Regions from separate parts of the Sus scrofa genome. Here region 1 is linked to region 2. The links are chromatin contacts, called in public Hi-C maps. All regions are on one chromosome and are shown on one strand. Each heading gives the region's core, a stretch centred on a gene start, on an enhancer-like site or on the middle of the called end of the contact. The rest is flanking DNA. Distances are from core to core; before and after follow the strand shown. Region 1 holds the start of NEPRO (nucleolus and neural progenitor protein). Region 2 holds the start of BOC (brother of CDO).

What was found. Hi-C and Micro-C count contacts between places; a contact is called where the count stands out from the background.
Region 1: a contact with region 2 is called in a Hi-C map of retroperitoneal adipose tissue, with 1.8 times the contacts expected there. The contact joins the promoter of NEPRO here to the promoter of BOC in region 2. A contact is called at or near these places in 1 of 5 promoter capture datasets (fetal skeletal muscle), 5 of 47 Hi-C or Micro-C datasets (embryonic fibroblasts, epiblast stem cells, fetal skeletal muscle and 2 more) and 1 of 2 datasets of contacts at active chromatin or transcription factors (skeletal muscle).

Annotation. Positions count from the first base shown.
Region 1 is chr13:146,897,438-146,904,160 of Sscrofa11.1, reverse strand. NEPRO (nucleolus and neural progenitor protein) reads right to left here and starts at 2,151. Exons shown (of 9, transcript XM_003132674.4): 1 at 1,943-2,151; 2 at 1-136. The coding sequence starts at 2,045. All of the region lies in intron 5 of GTPBP8 (GTP-binding protein 8), which reads left to right.
Region 2 is chr13:146,699,407-146,706,829 of Sscrofa11.1, reverse strand. BOC (brother of CDO) reads left to right here and starts at 3,665. Exons shown (of 21, transcript XR_002337900.1): 1 at 3,665-4,128.

The DNA of each region.
Region 1 (6,723 bases), core at 902-3,401, 200 kb before region 2:
GGTTTGTGGCGGCCCATTCTGTTGTGATTGCTGTAAAGGAATGCGCATAACACATCCGTTTCTGCATCTAAGGTTTGGCTCTTCAGTGACAGTATAACAAGAGAGCATTCTTTAATTACAGCTGCAATGCAAAGGTCTAAAGCAGAGATGTTTAGTTAGACTTAATATGCATTTCTACATTTTAAGTATAGCATATAAAATGTACATTGAAAGAAGCATCTTCCCTTATTTAATAAATCAAGAACAAATTAATGTCATCATTACTGTCATCATTAATTTGTTCCTGTAGGAACAAAATGATTTCAAGTATGTGAGAAGTCACATAGGAAGGAAGGAAAATGGTGCCAGATGATATCAAGTCCAAGAAGTCACTGAGAGAACATGTGTTAAACTAGTATACTTAACACCTTAAGTACCCTGAGGTGGGAAACATGTTGTGTACTTCTCTAAACGGATAAATTAATTCTCTTAAAAATCAAAGGCACTGTATTTGGGTACTGCTTTACAAATATATTCAGAAAAGAGAAACCACTGTTAACAACTGGAAATTATGTAATTTATGTGACTGAACACATGGTACTTAGTAGAATGAGATGATAGCTTTTTGGTCCGAAAAGCTTTGAAGTAGAAGATGGAGTTAATGTGTTGTCTGTGGCTCTCAGGGTAGTACTAGCCTCCTAAGTGGAAGTAACACAGAGGCAGATTTCTATAGAACATAGAGAAGTTTCTTAACCGTCCCAGCTATTTGAGGCCAGAAAGGGGTGCCTTTGGGATAAAGAGAGAGCTGGTGAATTTCCAGGCCTAATAGGAATCATGTTAAGGAATTTTTGAATAGAGGATGGGGGAAGGTTTCTTGTAAACTGAGCAGGATGGATGGATAGGGCTGGGGATGTGATGATTAGGTAAGTTACAGGTATTAAATATTATTAATAACAGCTATCATTTGAGTATTTATTCACTGTATCAGGCACTGTTCCAAATACTTTACTCTTCCATCAAAACAGTTCTATAGGAATTCCCATTGTGGCGCAGCTGAAAGGAATCCGACTAGTATACATGAGGATGCGGTTCAATTCCTGGCCTGGCTTAGTGGCTCAGGGATCCGGCATTGGCATGCGCTGTGGTGTAGGTCTCAGATGTGGATCGGATCCCCCATTGCTGTGGCTGTGGTGTAGGCTGGTAGCTGTAACTCTGATTCCACCCCTGGCCTGGGAACTTACATATGCTGGGTGTGGCCTTAAAAAGCAAAAAACAAACAAAACCCCCAAAAAACCAAACAGCTCTGTAAGGCAAATACTGTTTTACCCTCATTTGGAAATGAGCTGAGACCCAGAAATGTGAAATAAGGACACTCCCATCCCTCACCCTAGCTCCAGCAGAGGAAGAGCCAGGTTTTAAACCCAGACCAAGCTCCTGCTGCTTGATAACGGCAATGCCACCATACACTGATATTTCACTTCAGAGCATACTCACCTAAATGACATCATTATATCCTCCCAACAACCCAGTGATGGGCAGGGAAGACTAACCCTATTTTACAGAAAAGAAAGGGGGATCTAGGAAGAGTGCGATTTAAGTGCAGAGTGCTTGAGTGACCCGCCGCTCCTCGGTGGAAGAGGTCGGGAAAGACTGTGGAGTAACCACGGCTCTTGGTGGCCTGCGTCAACAGAGGGTTCCCAGGCAGCACTTTTCCCTGATGCTAGCTGCGTTCGCCCCTCTCTGCCTTTTCGGCGCCCCATGGAAGCCCTGCGGTCGGCACGGTGGGTCCAGAGAACAGCAAAGCCAGAGGTCCCCACAAACGCCCGACCCCAGATGCCGCACACCGCCGTCATACCCAGCGTCCCGCGGAGTCCGGAAGTCCCGCCCCTCGCGCACGTGCGCCGGCAGCGGCCAGACGCCTCCTGCGGAAAAGCCTGCGCCCCTTATGGGGCGCCTCACTCACCCAGCGGTGTGTCAGGGTTCTGCACGATTACTGTACTGCGGCTGCCGGCTTTGGGGATCCTCACGCGGTTCCACAGTTCCGGGCTCGGCGGCAGCGCAGCCATCTTGAGAGACAGAGGAGGACCTGGAAAAGGCGGAGCTGGGCGAGACAAAATGAAACGACGAAGCAGGAGACGTCCGGGGCAGGCGGGGGAGGGGAGGTTGAGGAAGAGGGAGAGGGGGCGGGGCCTGGGGGCGGGGCGGGGCCTGGGGGCGGGGCGGGGGAGGGTCCTTTACGGAATCAAATGCGGTGTACCTGAACGACCCAGAAGTCATTCAGGCGCTGGTCAGGTACCAGAATATTTGGGAGATTTGCAGATGAGGGGGTGAGGCGGAGCCCCATCCATGTACTACTCAATCAAAATCTCTGAATAAGGCGAGGAATCTGCATTGTGTGTATGCTTCTCCAAGGGATTCTGAGGCGCAATCAATTTTGGAACTATTTCAAAGCATTTCACAAATGTGCAGAGTGAAGCTCACAGTTTAGTTGGTGCATACACCTCTATCTCCACCCCAGACATTAGGGGGAAAGGAAGAAGGGAAATAAGGAGGCAGAGTTTACATTTGTAACATAAGTGATTTACTTTGAGTTAGTCAAGGACAGCTCTACCTTGAGCGGCAACAAAACCACGATCACATCACAGAAATTGGAGGCCTCTGACTCTATCAACCCCATCTTCTGTCAGCGTCCAGAACAAGTTGATATCCCAAGCAGTGCTGACCCCCACCTCTCTAGTATCTAATAGTTCATTTATTTTCAGCCACCCTGATGCTACTTTACTAAAGGCCCCCACTGCAGTGCTAAATTACTAGCTCCTCCAAACCTTAGTATCCGTATAGATAAAATGATGATGATAATACAGAATGATAAAGTACTCAGAGCTGAAAAGTGTTTTGGAATGGTGCCTGGCATACAAACAGTACTCTTAGCAGAATTAATATTGTTAATATTTTTTTACTGTTTAATGCAAATAGACTTGTCATAACACTTTCCATGCTCTCTGTTTATACCTTTATACATATTAATTTCTCTACCTGGACCATTTCCCTTAAACACAATCTCCCCCAGCTCTGAGTAATTCTTCCTGAACATCCCTTTCCCACTCTACAACTTGATGTAGAGACCCCTTTATGTACTACCTTAATGCCCTGTGTTGGCTTCTGTATTAGCTTCCTGTTGCTGCCATATAGTCACTTACAGTTATATTACATTTCTGGAACTTAGAAGTCCAAAACTGATCTCACTGGTTCAAGGTTGGAAGCGCTAGTGGAAAATTCATTTTCTTGCTTTTTGCAGCTTTTAGAGGCCACATGTTCATGTTCCTTGGTTCATGTCTCCATCCTCCATTTTCAACGTCAGTAGCAGAGCATTTTCCAGTCTCTTTGCACCTTCTTTTTCTCTCTCATCCTCCTGCCTGCCTCCATCTTAAAAGGACCCTGGTGATTATTTTGAGCCCACCAAAATAACCCAGGATGATTTCCTCATTTCAGAATCTTTAACTTAATCACATCTACAAAATTTGTTTTGTAATGTAAAGTAGCATATTCATAGATTTGGAGGATTAGGATTTGGACATCTTAGAAGGGGGCATTATTCAGCCTACCACAAACTCTCACAGAATTTACCTCACTGTACTATATTAATTTGTATATTTGTATGCCTCTTTCTTCAGTGGTATGTGGGCTTAATGTAAATATTGTAAATAATGTAGGTTATTGATCTCTATATAACAATGCTCAGCTCAGAGCCTGACATGTAGTAGGACCTCAATTAATTTTTGACAGCTTTATTGAGGTAAAATTGGTATGCCAAGAACTGCACATACTTAGTGTGTACAATTTCACTAGTTTGTCAGTATTTAATGGCTTAAGTAAGAGACTAGGTATTCTTGAATAATGCTTTTGATGAACAAGTAGGAATTTCCCAAGCAGATAAGAGAAGAAGACATTCCTGACAGAAAGATGGTAAACAACGTGGGTTGAAGAATCAGTCATCCTGGATGCATCAGTATTGCTGGAGCATGATGTGTTTTGAGGGATAAAGCTGGGAGTAATGGTGTCAGGGACAGAATGTGGATTTACCTTGAAGGCTGGTGGCTCTCAATCCTGGCTGATCATAATAACCTGGCTAGTCTTTTAAAAGAGAAAAACTTCAGGCTTCACTTTAGAAATTCTTATTCATTAGGTCTGAGTAGAGTTCTAATCTGTGTTTTTAAATGCTCCTTGTGATAGTGGCCTATATTAGGAATCCCTTATTGCAGGTGACAGAGAAGTCATTGAGTCTTAGGCTGGGCATTTGTGGTCACCTTGCATCAGAGGACAAGCACTCTGGAGAACAGATTTGAAGGAGATAAGCCTGGAGAAAGGGAGGTAAGGGGATCTATTAAAAGCTGAGGCAAGAGGGAATGAAGGCCTGAATTCAAACCCTGGCACTGAAGATGGACACTGACTTATTTAGATGTCTAGTATTTAGGTATATAAATGTCTAGTATGACTTTCAGACTTTTGCCTTGAGTTTGAGATGTCACATCCAAAAGAAGAACAAATTTAAGTAGTTGGCAGGAATAGAGAGAGAACTTTGACATTCTGAGTTTGAGATTGCCTGTGGGCCATGTTGATACATAAAACTGACCATGATAGAAAATGATTTGATCACCAGAATAGGCCAAGGGAAATGGGGCCAAAAGAGTGAGTGAAGCTGGACCTACTAAAGAGATGAAGGGAAGAGAATTGATGAAAGAAGATGCATTATTCATTCAGCAAAGTTTTGGAGCATCAGCTGTTTGCCAGACACTATACTAGGTCCTAAAGGAAACAAGCAGTGGTGGAATGAAGTGCTTAGGTAGAGGGTTTGTCTTAAAGATCAGAAAGCTTTTATTTTCTGAGCCAGGGAGAAAACTAAAGATAGCTTTATACATGAGTATGTTTGAGGTGGGGGAACAGAAAGATGAAGGAGCTTCAGTGGAGTAGGATTTGCAACCATTACCCAGAGCAGAGGGCAGGGAGATGGGTTCCAGGTGAATGGTGGAAAATTAAAACCAGAGCCTGCTTGAACTGGGGGATATGGAAGAGGCATGGGCTCTGTATTTTACAAAGAAAGTAAGGTTTTAGGGTCATGCTTTAAAAAGTTTGAATTTGTGAAGAAAGACTGCCACAGACACACATCGCTGTGAAGTAGATGAAACCCTGTCCATCTCATTAGTAATCCAAGAAATACAGACTAAAATAATTTTGGAGTATTATCAAGTAGACCATAAGTAAAAAGCATCATGTCCCATGTTGGGCTTTGGACAAAAATTTATATATGAAGTTATCCTTTGTCACAATCATAAAAATGGAAAATGATATATCACACAATGAATCAGTGGTTTTCAAGTATTTTGGCAGTGGAATTCTTTTTCCTCACAAAAATCTTAACATGGAAATCAGATATGTAAAACAAATGAAAGCAGAATTGCAGTGGTTAAGGGTGCAAGGTAGAATGCAGGGTCCTTGCATTAAGGCCTCTTCCTAGGAAAGAGACACTTCCTAGGAACAGTTTGGAATCCAGTGTTGTAAATAAATGAATTTTTATTAATGAGAGTACTTTTAAATGATACATTAAAAGCAGCTTAGAAAACTATGTACAATGTGATTCCATGAAAAAAGTTGTCGTCCACACATTGAGAAAGGTCTGAACGGATCTAAATGAAGGTGTTAATGATGATTATCTTTTCAGCAGTAGGATGGGTCTTTTTTTCTTCTGTGATCTTTTTTGTATTTTCTAGTTAAAGGAGAGAAATATGTGTTGCATTGTAATGAGAAAAAATTATTTTTAATGCTAAATAGCATGTATCAAACTCTTAGGATATGTGTGTGCATCTGTGTATGTGTGTGTTTGTGTGCATACGCCGTATATTCAGAGACATACACTTTATGGGCCATTTAGCTTCTACCTCTCAGGGCCAGTCCGAGGCTTCTGTACTTGGCCCTGTGATGCTGGGCTGGGATTCTGCCAAACCCCATGGTCTTTGCCAGCTAGTAGTTCTCCTCATATGGACCACTAGAGGGAGATTGGAAGGCAGGAGGAGCTAAGGGACTTGTTTCTTCCTGTTTTCTTATTCGTGACAGTGTTACCTGGCAACAACTTTTCATCCCATGTAATGGCCTTTGCTTCTAGTTCCTGATTCATTTTTACATATTGGCAGAGCTAATTGACCCCTCAGAGGTACTCGTAGTACTTGGATGCTAGTATGCTGGCTGCTTTTCTCGTCGAAAAATCTGGGTCCACAAATCCGTTCTCTAAAAGTCTAAATTCTGGTAACTCTAAACTCTCCCTCTTGTCTCCCCAGCTCCAGGGGTTGTAACTGTTTCTCAACATTTATCTCAGAGTTATATCAGTGTTGCCTGTGTGCTTTTCAGTTCTTAAAATCGTTTTAGCCAATTCATTATATTATATTCTCTCTGGTTTAGTGTGATTCTGTTTTACTAAGAATGATTCATGAATAAGAAGTAGTTGGTCCATACCCTTAGCTTTGGACACAGTAGTGATCTCTTTACCAAGGGGAAATGGGATTTGAGTATCCATGATATGCTGTGACATTATGCTTAATCATGTGTATTTGATTGTGATGAAATGCCTTATACAGCCCTAAGGGGACCAGATGACTGTTAAGCTTCTACAAGAAATGACAGGCTCAGATCATTAACTCTTAGCTTGAGTCACAGAGAATCAGAGAGCTTCTCTGGTGGTTCTAAAAGACT
Region 2 (7,423 bases), core at 2,416-4,915:
TGAGCCATGAGAAGACAATTTTGCAATACCAGCCAAAAGTCTTTGAAATGTTCTGTTGTTCCAAACCTTCTACTCATACAAATTCACCTTTAGGAAATAATCAGAATTATAAATAAAGATTTATGACAAGATGTTTAGTCAACTGTGATGCATGATCATAATAAAAATAGAACTAATCTAAATATATGACAATAGGAGAATGGTTGAATAAATAACAGCCTCACTCTGAATAGTACACAGCTGTCTAAATTGAACTTTGGAGAAGATTTAATGACATGGGGAAAATAATCACATTCGAATGTTATATTTAAAAAGTAGGATCACAACTTATGTATACAATGAATACAGTGTTTGCAAAATATGAAAGTACCAGATGAATCACTGAAGAAACTGACTCCTATGTTGCCAAATGCATAAGGGAAAAAAAGAATAAAATATTGAATTAAGGTATTGATTTATGCTGCCCTTTTAAACATCTTCCATTTCTGTTTGGTTAGACTCATATACGCACTGAAGACAGAATATTTATTTAAATTAATGAGGAAGAAAAATAAAAAAAGAATGACTAGAAAAAATACTTAACTCTGTTAACAGTGACACACACACACACACACACACACACACCCCGGGGTAATTTTCCCCTTCTTTGTGCTTTTCTCTATTTTCTAAATTTTCTTCAATGAGCATATTTTATAATCAGGAAAACAGTTTTATAGTAAAAGAGAGGGAGAATTATCATATCCTATTTCTCTTTGCATCTTAGTAATTTTCTCAGCATGATCCTTTCCAGATATCCTTCACCACCAAGGAGCTGCCCTGTGCATGGGGTACAGCTGGAGTACCTACAGCACGCTGAGAGGGGAGCATCCTTTCTTCCCGTCACTCACTGGGATTCCTTCCAATTCACTCTGCACAGTCTTAGTGATGGGGTGACTTATGTAGAACTACAGTCCCCCCGGCCCACCCCCCACATAATAAATGTGAGGATCACTTCCATACTAAATGCTTCCTTCTTGACAGCAGCCCAGATAGCCCACAAGAAAGCAAGCTGCCAGAGGGAAGTCACCATGAACAGAGTGGAGAGCAGCAGAAAGCCCTTTTTGAAAGCCCAGACTCTGTTTTGAGATGGGGGCTGGGGGAAGAGTGGAGTAGGGAGGGTAGGTATAGGGAAACTGAAAGAGAGAGGAGGGGAGAATTAGTCAAGGAACTTGCTCCAGGCAAAGGGGGAGAGTTCAGAGATGCAGTGTTCTTACAGGAGTAATAATAATAAACACAATTATGTTAATACAAAGAGCCATAAAAACAACAAACACATGTGAGGTGCCAACATATGCTTGGTGCTGCTGCAGAATTAAGCCCTCTCAGCTGTGATCTGCATTCTGTCTGAACTTCATGGGAAAGATGAGCAGCCACATGAACAGCCTGGAATGGAGGGAAGTACAAGGCCATGAGTCTTTCTCTTGGCTAAATAATGTTGGTAAGGACGTCAAGCTTCTTTGTTTTCTCTTGTGCTCTGACTCACCAGAGTTCAGGGGACACCCAAAGACCATAATGGAGAGAATTAAGAGTCCTAGGAGAAAGTTCTTGTAGGAAGACAAAGGGAAGGGGTAAGAGACATCTTGAGATGTTGATCAGTGAATAGCATATGAAAGAATATGGAAGAATCAATATGAGAATTTCATGTACCATGTCCTCATTGGAAACCCACATTGCCAGCGGGAGTGGCATTTAGACAGCTCTGCTTGGGGCTCTGGGGAGAAGGAATGTTTTCACTGCAGTGGAAGGCTGGCTGGCCCATTCCCTTGGTGAATTAAGATTTCTGTATGCACAGTGGACCCAAGGTCTTTTAGTCCTGAGTTATGCCTTAGAGGAGAACAATAAGAGGTGGAAGCTAACAGGATCATTAAGTGGAGAAATAAATAGGTCTTGGAGAATGATGGGGGAGAATGTTGGAAATTAAGCGAAGATAAGTAGGGAGGGAACTGGAGAATAAAGGAGAGGAAAGAATACAGGTGCATAGTTCAAAGAGGGAGTTCATACTCTTTTTTACCTTGTTGAAAATAGATCGTCCCCTTTATCCATTTTTTCCCGGGGACAGACCCAAGAATCCAGGCAAGTGGTGCTGAAAGTACCAGATAACTCAATAAAGAAACTTGACTCCAGAGTTCCTACTATCGTGGCTCAGTGGTTAATGAAAGGCTCAGATCCTGCGTGGCTGTGGCCGTGGTGTAGGCTGGCAGCTACAGCTCCAATTGGACGATTGGACCCCTAGCCTGCGAACCTCCATATGCCACGAATGGGGGCCTTAAAAAGAGTAAAAAAAAAAAGAAACTTGACTCATGCCTAAGTGTCCAAATGCATGGGGAAAAAAGGTACAATGTATTGATTAAAAGAAGTTTATGTTGCCCTTTTAAACATCTTTTGATTCAGGTTCAATTATAATTACTCAGTGTTAAAATATGAATTTTTAATAATGAGAAACTAAAAACAAAATTGAGGCCCAGTAAGGTCAGATGACTTTCTCACAGTCACACAGTGGCTTCCACAGCTCTCCTGCCACAGAGAAGGCAGCACCTTCGTCCCACTCCTCCTGGCCTGCCCAACCAACTTTCAGAGCAGCTTCCTTCCCGCTTTGGCACATACTCAAGGTTCACTTGAACAAATACCTGCCTTAACCCTTCTGGGTCTGGGTTTTTTCAGCTGCAATATAAAGCTATGGACTGAATGACCTTTCACAGTCTGTTTCATCCCTACAGATTAAGAGTGGGACCCAACTTGCCACCAACTCAGCACATGTTTGACTTGTCAATACCCTGGAAAAATGCTTTTTAAAATGTGGCCCTGGACCCACAGCATCCGCATCACCTGGGAACTTTCTATAAATGCAAGTTCTCGGGCCTACCCCAGACCCTGCCGAACCAGGGGGTTCGGATGCAGCCCAAGTTTGAGAACCACCGCTCTGAATGTTCTCTGCCCCACACTAAAGGGAGGAAACTAACTTTTCTCTGTGGCCGATACCCCTCCTTCGCCCTCCCCCCTCTCATCCTTTCCCTCACTCTTCCATCCGGGGATGATGAATGGAGGTCAGGGCAGGCCGCTGTCAACCGAGAACGCGGCAAACCCTCCCTCTTTAGCCCGCTTGGTGGGTCGCGGGAGGTGGCGATGGGGCTTCCCCTAGACCAGCTTCGTAGTAATTTTCTCGACAGCCGCTGCCCCATTGCGGGGCGGGAGTAGTGGTAGGGGCGCGTTTAGTAAGTTTACTTTTAATGATTTAGTTTGTTTGCAGAATGGAGACAAGAAGAGGGGATGTCAGGAAAATACTTGGAGAAATAGACTGAACGAGAGGAGGGAAGGCTACTGTAGGAGAATAAGGGTCCGAGGTGAAGCTAAAGAGAAAATGGGGGTTTGGGGGAGCTCCTGGGTGTGAGAGAAAGGCAGAAGACTTTGCTTTTGGAATGGGAAAGAAAGCGAAGTGGGGGGACACCGTGGTACTAAGGCGCAACAGAAAGAAAATGAGTGTTAGGGGAAAAACTGAGTTTGGGGGGACTTTTTTTTTCCAGCTTCCTTTCCAAGACTTTTTCTTTGCTGCACTTTGCTCCTCCCCCTCCTCCCCGCCTCCTCTGCGCCCCCCCCCCCCCCGGGCGCGCGGTAATGGGAGGCTCCTAGGCAGGAGAAGCAAAAGAAGGAATTGTTTGCGAGTTCAGTCATCCAAAAAAGCTTCTTCCATATGGAGGGACCGGGTGCGCAGGGCGCTGCGTCCCCTGCCTTGTCCTCCTGCTGCCGCCTCTGCGGCCCCCGCTTCCTGCCGCGGGGACCCTGAGCCCTGGCCGGCCGGTGTCAGCTGCCGCGCGCGCACACCCACACACGCACACGCACACACACACTTACATACACACACACTCCCGCCGCAGCTACACGCGCCCGCAAGCGTCCGCCCTCCCGGCCGGCAACTTCTGGTTCTGGGGCTCCTTTGTTGTTCCCGCTGCGGCCACTCCCGTTTTGTGTGTCCCTGGGTGTCACTGTGCGGGTTGTGTGTCCGTGGGCGCGGGGCTCAGTGGCGCTCTTCTGCGCCCACCCCGCTAGCCCCGGGGCCTGGCTCGTCCTTCCCAGGAGCCGGCTGCACCAGAGGTGAGTCACGTCGCTGAAGTTTGTTTTCTTTTCATAAAAAGTTGTGTTTATTTGTTGGTTTGGGGAGGAGAGGGGGCGGGAGGCTGCCGCAGGCCGGGCGATGCCGAGGAAGTGCTGAAGAGTGGCTGAAGCGGGTCCGAGCGCCGGTTGCGGGAGCGGGTCCGAGCGCTCGGCCCGCAGGCTCCGTGGGGGACCCTGCGCCAGGCGGGCGGTGAGATGCCGGGCTACCGCCACCCGGCGCGGGGGCGCCGCATCCCTTTCCCTGCGGGTGCGGTCCGGCCGGTCTTTCCCGGAAGCTTCCTGGGTGGAAGAAGGGCCGGGACAGCCTCCCAAACGTCCCTAAAGGTTGACACTGGTCTCCGGCTCTGAGCGCAGGGCGGTGGGGAGAAGCCCACATGGGCAAATACACAGAACCACCGCACCCCCATTTGGCTTCCAAAGATGTGAGGGTTTATCGTCTTGGCGTTAAAAACAAACACAGACTAATATGAGGGACTTAACGGGCTGGAAGTGAAACTACACCAGATCAACCCTCCGCCCCAGGGGTGGAAGAGGCTAGGCTGAAGTGGTGATGTCCAGAGGTGTCTGTGGGTTTGGGGCAGCTGTGAGAGGAAGAGTGTGTGTGTTCGCCTTCGCGTGCCAACGTCTTGCTTTTGTTGTGCTTTGGAGGGGGGGTGTTGTTTGTAACTGTGAAGTGGGAATGATCATTTGGAACAAGTGCGGGGGGGGGGGGGAGAGCAAGGAACCCAGGAAGAATTTTCTGCTGGATTTTTGAAGATCCTGCTTAACTTTCAGGTTGCCTCTTGTTAGTCTGCTCTTGCAGATGATAAGAAAATTTTGAGGAGTAGGGGAGCAGGCTGACCTGGAGGAGTTTAAGGAGCCCTGGGGGTCTGTTTGCTTAGTTTTGTTTTGGGGATGGGGTTGCAGTGGCAGGATTACTTGAAAGGTCATTGTGTGTTTCCAGAGATGTGGCAGGAAAGCTAAGAATACCCAAACCGCACACCAGGGATCCTAAACAGGCACTTTCTGGGTGTGGTGGGGTGTTCTGCCACTCCCCCATCCCTTCTCAGCAAATTCAAGTGGGTTCGAATAAGTTTCTGACCCAGAGTTACCTCTTTGAGTAGACTGAGTGAAAAGTGTATTTGGGTTTCAGGTCCTTGTGCCACCCTCAAGTGCCCTGTACCCAGCTCACATTTGCCACCTAGACCTTTGTTACCTAGAACTTTGCAAACTTTGGCCATTGAATGAATGAAATTTTCAAAATTCTTGAACACAAACATTTCAAACTTATTCCACAATTGGGCCCTAAGCAGCCAGCCCAGCCCTGTGCTGATTTTTTATCCCTTTGGTTACAGCCAGTAACTCAGTCTCCATTTTCTCAAGGGCAGCATGACAGTATGAAAACAGTCTCTTCAAACTGAGGTGGGGGCTGAGGGACCTGTTTTCAGTTTACAGTGAATCTGAGGCAAGAGTTTGGCCATTTTGAAGTGTGTAACAGGTTTCCCAGGAAGGTTTCTGAGGTCTTATAATTGGTACTTTTTAATGGTTTCATAATTGAAACCCAGAGGTTTCCCGTGGTAATCTTGAAGCACCTTGGGGTCAGTGGGACAGAGGCAGGGTGGAAACAGCAGTGGAGTTATGATTTTTCCTGCAGGATGAGTTTTTGAAGCAAGTGTATAAAAAATGAAAGAATAAAGAGTTATTGCTTTGCTGACATTGCCTGCCTCTGCTGATTATTGTTCCGAGTGTGGCCCTTCAGGAGGCCAGAGGCTGTCTACACCTATGAAATCTGAGGACTGAGATGTCTGACATGCTCCTTTTCATCCTCTGTCAAGAGATCTCACAAGAGTAACAGTGCAAGAGACATTTTCTCAGGAGAAATTACCCAAGCCACAGCTTTGACTTTACTGGGGAGAGGAGGTTGATAGAGGTCAGGATGGTTGGTTCCTTGACCACAACTGGGTATGGGGAGGGAGTGGGGGAGGGGCGGCAGCGAGAGAACCCTGCTTTGCATTGAATGTTTGGCTACCTTGTGATAAAAGGGTGGTTTATGTTCTTTTCTATCCTCCAAAAGGGTCCAGTGACTTTCCTTTCTTTGAAATCCTCTTTGAAATGTTTGGGCTCCTAGCTCTCTTCAGCAACTTATCTATGGTTTCCATACCCTGAGAAGGAGTGGGGGATTTTACTCATGAAATAATTCAGTTAACTTCCCCAGGGATGCCCAGGCTATAAACAAGGATGGTGAGAAGTGAATCCGATGGTCACAATATTCCTAGTGGTCCAGGTTCAGATTTCGACAAAGTCACTGTGGGTAATGAATAAGGGTTTTGCTCTCTGTATCTTTTTTTTTTTTTTTTTTTCCTTTTTAGAGCCACACCCATGACATCAGAGTTCCAGGCTAGGGGCTGAATCAGAACTGCAGCTGCTAGCTTACACCACAGCCACAGCAATGCTGGATCCTTAACCTACTGAGCGGGGCCAGGGATTGAACTCGTGTCCACATCCTCATGGATACTAGTCAGTTTCCTTACTGCTGAGCCACAACAGGAACTTCTCTCTCTCTCTCTCTCTCTCTTTTACACAAGTGAAAAGAAGTTGAAGAAGACCCAAGTGCCCCAAATAATTGCTTCCAGTACTTTCTGGCCTCTGAATATTCAAGAAAGTATTAATCTGGCATCAGAAGATATGCATTGGCAGTTTGCGTTCTTTCCTCCAAACTCCAAGCCTCCTTGCTATCTGGGAAAGTGAGGAAGGCGGGAATGGAAATTGGCAACGGAGAGGAAAGAAAGTGATTTGTTAACATTTAAAAAAAAATCAGTTTAACATATGAAACTTCTTGTCATCTCCATACTTCAATTCAGCAAGCATTTTTAGTACATCAGATCCCATACTAGGAGCTTTTTTTATCCCAAGACTAAGTTTCTTAATCAAAGGGTAGTTCTCCAATCTACTTCCCTCCCAATTTTTATTGTACAAGCATCTATTAATAATAAAGAAAATGTGTTATAAAATTTTGCACATTCCCATACCATGGCACAACTTGTTTTGTTCATCCACATGCTTTTCACATAGTTGTGATAAAAGTATAGACTCTTGTAGTCAAACAGCTCAGAAGCATCTCTACACTCTTGATCAAAGACTCAGAGAACAGGTATGTCCAGCAACTTTGCTTTTGTTGGGAACAACCTTATTCCTGAGAGTGCACCCATATGGAGACTCCTCATGTAGTATTTTCATCATTCATGAGGCCAAATCAAATATTTGGTGCTGGGGGTGGGATAGAAGAGGGTGTCTG